2 separate regions of the Capra hircus genome follow, and region 1 is linked to region 2. A link is a contact called in public Hi-C data. All regions are on one chromosome and are shown on one strand. The core of a region is the stretch at or near the end of the contact, and the rest is flanking DNA. Distances in the headings are between cores, read along the strand shown. Region 1 overlaps DOCK4 (dedicator of cytokinesis protein 4). Region 2 overlaps IMMP2L (mitochondrial inner membrane protease subunit 2).

What was found. A called contact is a pair of places that touch in the nucleus more often than the background predicts.
Region 1: a Hi-C map of blood shows a contact between it and region 2, with 6 times the contacts expected there. The contact joins two enhancer-like sites. A contact is called at or near these places in 2 of 5 Hi-C or Micro-C datasets (both in blood).

Annotation. Positions count from the first base shown.
Region 1 is chr4:63,614,907-63,618,423 of ARS1.2, reverse strand. It overlaps DOCK4 (dedicator of cytokinesis protein 4), which reads left to right. Exons shown (of 52, transcript XM_005679177.3): 52 at 1,602-3,517. The coding sequence ends at 2,042. Among named protein-coding and RNA genes, the nearest start is that of IMMP2L, 150 kb to the right of the region's middle. Within about 2 kb of position 1,928, at least 1 of the 5 cell types and tissues checked has an H3K27ac peak or open chromatin away from gene starts, as enhancers often do.
Region 2 is chr4:63,197,987-63,201,312 of ARS1.2, reverse strand. All of the region lies in intron 4 of IMMP2L (mitochondrial inner membrane protease subunit 2), which reads left to right. Among named protein-coding and RNA genes, the nearest start is that of LRRN3, 220 kb to the right of the region's middle. Within about 2 kb of position 1,337, at least 1 of the 5 cell types and tissues checked has an H3K27ac peak or open chromatin away from gene starts, as enhancers often do.

The DNA.
Region 1 (3,517 bases), core at 679-3,178, 420 kb before region 2:
CAAATTAGTAATCAGATAAAATTAGGAATTATTCTTTTATAATAATAGAATCAAAGAGTTGAAAACATTCAAGTAGGCACCAAAGTTAGCAAAGTGGTGTATACTCTCCTTTCCACAGACCTGCCTGTGTTCTTGGCTGGCTATAGGTAGCCTTGTAGCAGTATCTACAAATCAGGCTTTGAAAAGAAGAAACATTGTGTTGTAACTCTGGGTGACATTAGAGGGCGTAGTGCTACCAAGTTACTCGCTTTGCTGTGCTTCAGTTCAGTTCAGTCACTCTGTTGTGTCTGACTCTGCAACCCCATGGACTGCAGCACGCCAGGCCTCCCTGTCCATCTACAACTCCCAAAGCTTGCTCAAACTCATGTCCATCGAGTCGGTGATGCCATCCAACCATCTCATCCTCCATCGTCCCCTTCTCTTGCTGTGCTTAGAATGCAGAAAACTGTTAAAGAGTTTTTTTTTCAGCAATTAAATGAGGGAATTAACCCCGTGGAGAAGACTCCGCTTACCTGCCCTATTTTGCACTTGGGGTCTAACTTTTAACAAAAAACCAGTGAAATTGGATCTTTTAATTGGCCGTTCTTGATCTTAGGCTCCTGATAAATGAAAGGATTTGTGTCTACCAGCATTCTCATGTTTAAAAAGAGAGACCGAGGTAAAGTTAGTCTAGGATAACATTTCTTGGTTTTATAGGCCATTATGTGATAAATAAGGAGGGGGGAAAAAAAGGTCTGTGGTGAAATAAGTTTAGCAAACACTGGGCTGAACAAAGTCATTGAGGTTCTGTTATTGTCAGACTTTAATGAGCTAATAGGCTCTGAATGGACTCAAGGAGTACATAGGATGCAGGATTTCCCAGCAGAATCCCCTTTTCAGAATGCTGTTAGGGGAGAGGGGAAAGGGGCGGGGAGAGAGAATGTGTGTGTATGTTACTCAGTGGTGTCTGACTCTTTCGGGATTCCATGGACTGCAGCCCGCCAGGCTCCTCTGTCCATGGGATTTCCCAGGCAAGAGTACTGGAGTGGGTTGCCACTTCCTTCTCCAGGGGATCTTGCCCACCGGGAGATGGAACCCAGGTCTCCTGCATTGCAGGCAGATTCTTTACCCTCTGAGCCACCAGGGAAGCCCAAAAGGAAGTACAGATTTTGCTGCCAGTGGGAATAGACAGTTAACAAATGAGGCCTCTGTGTGATGTGGCGGTGACGGTAGGTAACGGAGGGATTCAGGCCCCATCTAAAGGGCCAGCTCCTGCTCAGCAAGAGATTCTCTACCGAAAGAGAAAGTGAGCCGTGTTGCTAGAACTTCCAGTGCTTAAAGAAATGCACATTTGGTGGGAAACCATCCTATTTTACAAAATTAGCAACTGAGGCTTTTAAAAACACTGCAGATGAAACGTCTGCTCTCTCAGGCTACATAGCCTGAGGGCTGCCAACCCGCGGCTTCAGCAAGAGTCTGGCAGGAGCTCAGAAGTCTCCAGGCCTGGCATGCCTTCCCCAAGGGTGTGGGAGAGAAAGGCTTCAGACTCTGGGTTTTGAGGGGGGACACAGCAGAGCTCATCACCCTGTCGCTGAACAGTCTGCCGTCTCCCCTCCGCACAGGGCTCCGTGCAGTCCTTCACCCCCTCGCCCGTGGAGTACCACTCCCCAGGACTCATCTCCAACTCCCCCGTGCTGTCGGGCAGCTACAGCAGTGGCATTTCGTCCCTCAGCCGGTGTAGCACGTCAGAGACCTCAGGCTTTGAAAATCAGGTGAATGAACCCTCTGCGGCGCCGCTGGGGTCGGGGCCGGGCTACGGCGGCGGGTCGGAGGAGCCGGTGCGTAAGGAGAGCAAGACGCCGCCGCCGTACAGCGTGTACGAGCGGACTCTGCGGCGCCCCGTGCCGCTACCTCACAGCCTCTCCATCCCCGTCACCGCCGAGCCGCCCGCCTTGCCCCCCAAGCCCCTGGCGGCGCGGTCGGGCCACCTGGAGAACGGGACCAGGAGGACGGACCCCGGCCCGCGGCCCAGGCCCCTGCCCCGGAAAGTCTCCCAGTTATAAGTCCCTTTTCTATTTCCCTGCGACGCATTCTTTGCCGTTTACAAGACATTAAGAGGTATGGTGAAAAGACATCTTTAGTGTAGGCACTTTAATAACTTAACTCAGATTTGTCTTTAGATGAATGGAATTTAAACTCACTTAATAGAATGTTGCACAATATTAAAAGTTACTGACCCCCAACGGCAGATGTCCCCAGTATGGCTGAATTTCATTACACCGTTTCTCGTTTGAAAGTGATAGTGATAAAGCCTTCTTTTGTATCTTTTTATGTTCACTTTTTTTTTTACATAGTTTAATCTCAACCAGTAAAATATTGTCAAACAATACGAAGCGTGATAATGTTGTATACTTTTTACTGAATACTTGATACTTCCTGAAAGCTTATTAAGTCAGTGCACATCCTAAGGCAGTGGTCCTTACCTTAGAAGACTTCTGTAAATAACGTGAGATTTCTGACTCTTTCTAGCAACAGACAAATGAATGCACATCATCCTAATTAACAGTTAAAGCAGGCTAGTGAGATATACACTAAAGGAGTTGCAAGGATTGGGACTGGAAGCGGTTTTGTTCTTGAAACATACTTCTTTCAGGTTGCTTTTGACCTTGACTGCTGTCTACATTCTTCAGAAGCTACTCTACCAGTTGGTTGGTAAACTGTTTAGTACCCTGACCCCATGGTATCTACTGTATTTCTTTTCAAGGTGCAATTTACTTCCAGAGTTCCAATCAGGTTGATGAAGCAAAAGACCCCAGGAGAAATGTTTACTTGAATCTTGTGCTTCTTTAGATAATTTCCACTACCCAATTTGTCATTGAAGAAGAGATGTTCATGTATTAAGTAGGCACAAATTAATGTGTCCCGTTAATAAGAATTCAGGAATCAATACAGGACAGTATTAAATCGATAGAGTAAATGAAAAAAAGTAGAGAAAATATATTAGCATGATTAAATGGCAAAAGGACTTTCAAAAGGCAAGGGCATTAACTTTCAGTCCTGTGCAAAATAAGAAATTCCTCACAACTCCATTGTTACCAGTGGGGCTTGTCTTCTGAACGAATCCTGTTGTCCTTTTGTTAGAGGAGGATGGCTGTAGACGGCTCTAGCTTGAACATTACAACATAGCATCTTAGATCTAGATAGGGATGCTAATGCCACAGTCATAGGAGTGTGAAAAGAGAAAAGCACCTTGTATGTAGTAATGTATTTTGTATCTTGTTTTCTTTACTGACTGTTTATAACACTCAACTGACAATAGATATGAACTGTATTTTAAATCATACTGTTGAATATTTTCCCTCTTTTGTTGGGAAGCTCATTTTAGTTTAATTGTGTTTGTTTTTGTTGCTAGCTTACCCAGAAGGCAGTGACCACTTTTTTATATTCCCTTCGAAACCATTCAGCAGGTATATGCTGTTGAGACTGGTTATAGAGGTTTTCTATAATAAATGTTCAAGTATTTTTGTACATAATTGGT
Region 2 (3,326 bases), core at 88-2,587:
GGACTTAGGATATCATTTTTCCGTGCAACAGGGAGCTCTTGGAAATTTAGTTTTCAAGTACAAGGCTGGCATGACCTATTTTTTTATAACTATTTTCATTAAGGCTTACTGTAATCAGCATGGTGACACATAACTAAGTGGTACTGAATATGGACCCAAGAAAAAGACCTGCAGAGAATTTTGACAAATTGAACTTAACAAAAGGGCAAAAGCAATTCAATGGGGGAAGGATAACCATTTCAACAAATGGTGATGGAGCAACTGGCCATTCACAGATAAAATAATGAAAATGACCTGAAACTCATAATGTAAATAAAATTAACTCCAAAAGAATCATTTGCACTTAAATGCAGTAAAAGTTTTAGAAAAAATGAATTAACAGGATGAGATTTTTAGGATCTAGGGCTAGGTAAAGAGTTGCTAGACTATGTTACCAAAAGCACAATCCACAGAAAGAAAGGTCAATAAATTTGATCTCATTTGTTCTGTGAAAGACCTGTGTAAGAGAATGAAAAGATAAGTTACAGACTAGGAGAAAATATTTACAAGAGACTTGCCTGACAAAAAAACTAGTGTCTAAAATACGTAAATATCTCAAAATGTAGCTTATAAAGCAAGCAGTCCAATTAGGAAATGGGCAAAAAACTTGAAGAAACATTTCATCACAGAGCAAATAAATACTTGAAAAGAGGTGCTTGTCTCTAATGGCATCATTTTCTATTAGGGAAAAGTAAATTATTGATAAAACCACAATAGGTTAATACTGCACACCTGTCACAATGACTGAAGTACAAAAGAACAGCAAATACCACTGAGGATGTGAGGAAACTGCATGCCTCACACATTGCTGGGGAGGAATATAAACTGTTGCAGCCACTCTGGAAACAGTGCAGTGTTCCTTATGAGTCTAAACAGCAGTTACTGTATGACCCAGCAAAAGCATATCCCAGGGAAACCTGGACATGAATGTCCCAGCCCAAACTGGAAATAGTCCAGGTGTTCCTCAAAGGTGAAGTGTTAAATGATGACACATAGGTACCATGGAATCCTATTCAGCAACAAAAAAGAATGACACATGAAACAACCAGGCTGAGTCTTGAGGCAGTTATTCAGAGTGAAAGAAGCCAATCCCCAAAGGTCACATATCGAATGATTCCATTTATAGAACAGTCTTGAAAAGACAGAGGTAGGATGTGGAGAACATTAATGGTTGCCAGGGGTCAGTACCTGACCCCTGGGGGTTGGGGGTAGGAAGAGGCAGGAGGTGATTATGTCTATGAATGGATAACAGGAGGGATCCATGTAGCAATGGAATCCTGCTATATCTTGTCTGTATCACTGTGAGCTTCTTGGTTGTGAATTTGTGCTACAGTTTGTGAATTTGAGCTACTGTTTTGTAACTGCTTCCCTCGTAGCTTAGATGGTAAAGTATCTACCTGCAGTGCAGGAGACTGGTGTTCGACCTCTGGAAGAGGAAATGACAACCCACTCTAGCATCCTTGCCTGGAGAATTCCATAGACAGAGGAGCCTGGAGGGCTATAGTCCACTGAGTCACACAGAGGCAAACACAACTGAGCAACTAATACTTTTAACTTCTGCAAGATATTACCACTGAGAAAAACTGGACAGAGGGTACATGGCATCTATCTGTATTATTTCTTACAACTGCATTGAATCTACAGTTGTTTCAAAATAAGTTTAGTTAAAGAAGGAAGCTTCCCTGGTGGCTCAGAGGTTAAAATGTCTGCCTCCAATGCTAGAGACCCAGGTTTCGATCCCTGGGTTCGATCCCTGGGTTGGGAAGATCCCCTGGAGAAGGAAATGACAACCCACTCCAGTATTCTTGCCTGGAGAATCCCATGGTCAGAGGAGCCTGGTAGGCTACAGTCCATGGGGTCGCAAAGAGTCGGACATGACTGAGCGATTTCAACAACAACAACTTTGAAAAACCCCATTATTTCAGCTGATCACTAGAGAATGTATGGCCTCCAGCCCATTTTTCTGATTTAACTGCTCAGAAACAGGATATTTGTCTTGTACTTTTAGGAGGGCTTTCAGGTGATGCTATATGCAAATAGGATGCAGGAGCTCTGCACAGCTGCACATTAATCCCCCTGGGCTTTGCGTGCAGGATGTTGCTCATGCCTTCTTTAGGTTGTAATACCTACAATTTGACTTTATATGTCTATGACCTGATCTTGGGGGACCTGTGTCACTCTCTCAGCTGAGACCACCATCTAAGAATACTTAAGATGCAATGGCACCCCACTCCAGTACTCTTGCCTGGAAAATTCCATGGGCGGAGGAGCCTGGTAGGCTGCAGTCCATGGGGTCGCTAAGAGTCCGACACAACTGAGCGATTTCACTTTCACTTTTCACTTTCATGGTTGGAGAAGGAAATGCGACTTAGCAGTAGTAGCAGCAAGATGCATATATATATATATACACACATATCTTACTATTTTACTCTTCAAAGTACATTTTACTGTTTTTCCCAGGGTCCATTCAGCATTTATTTCAGATACCTCAACACCTGTTGAGGTCCTTTTATAGCTGGTAGTTACTGTAATTTTGTCAGCAAGGATGCACAAACTGCTTGTTCATACCTGCAGATTGCTCTTCATCCTTTTGTTGCCACTTCTCTTGAGTATGGGCCCTGGCTGGCAGTCAAATCCTGTGTGTAAACACAACTCATGCAAGTCTTTTTGCAGGGTAGATGTAGGAATCTATTTAAAAACAATAACAGCATCTGATTCAAATTTGGAGTTCCTCTTTTAAGTGCCTGCTGCTTATGATCAGAAACCACAGTAAACTTACTTTATAAGTTTTATGCTTTTTCATGAGAACCACTTTATCTTGTCTTTTTACAGTAATATTAGCATACATTTCATTTTTCTTTGCTTCAGCTACACTTTTAAAGAATATTCTGGCAAAACCCCACTGATAGTACGTTTGTATTTGCTCCTGGGCTTGCCAGACTCTTGATTTTATATTGGCCACTTAATTCTCTGTTGCATTTTGAAGATTATTTATTTGATGTGGAGTTCAGAATGCTTAGCACATAGTAGGTATACAGTGATTGTTATTAAATAAGATTGACAGCTACTTAAGGGTTACTGCTGTGTATCAGCACTGTAGACAGTTGTCTGCATATAGCTTTCAATTTTGTGGTGAGATATATAAATATAGAAAATGGTCAATGGGACAGAGCTGAGAACCTGCAAACAGACCCACACCAATATGTCCAACTAATTTTTTTTAATAGACTTTATTTTCCAGTACAGGTCTAGATTCACAACAAAATAGAGCAGAAAGTAGAGAGAAT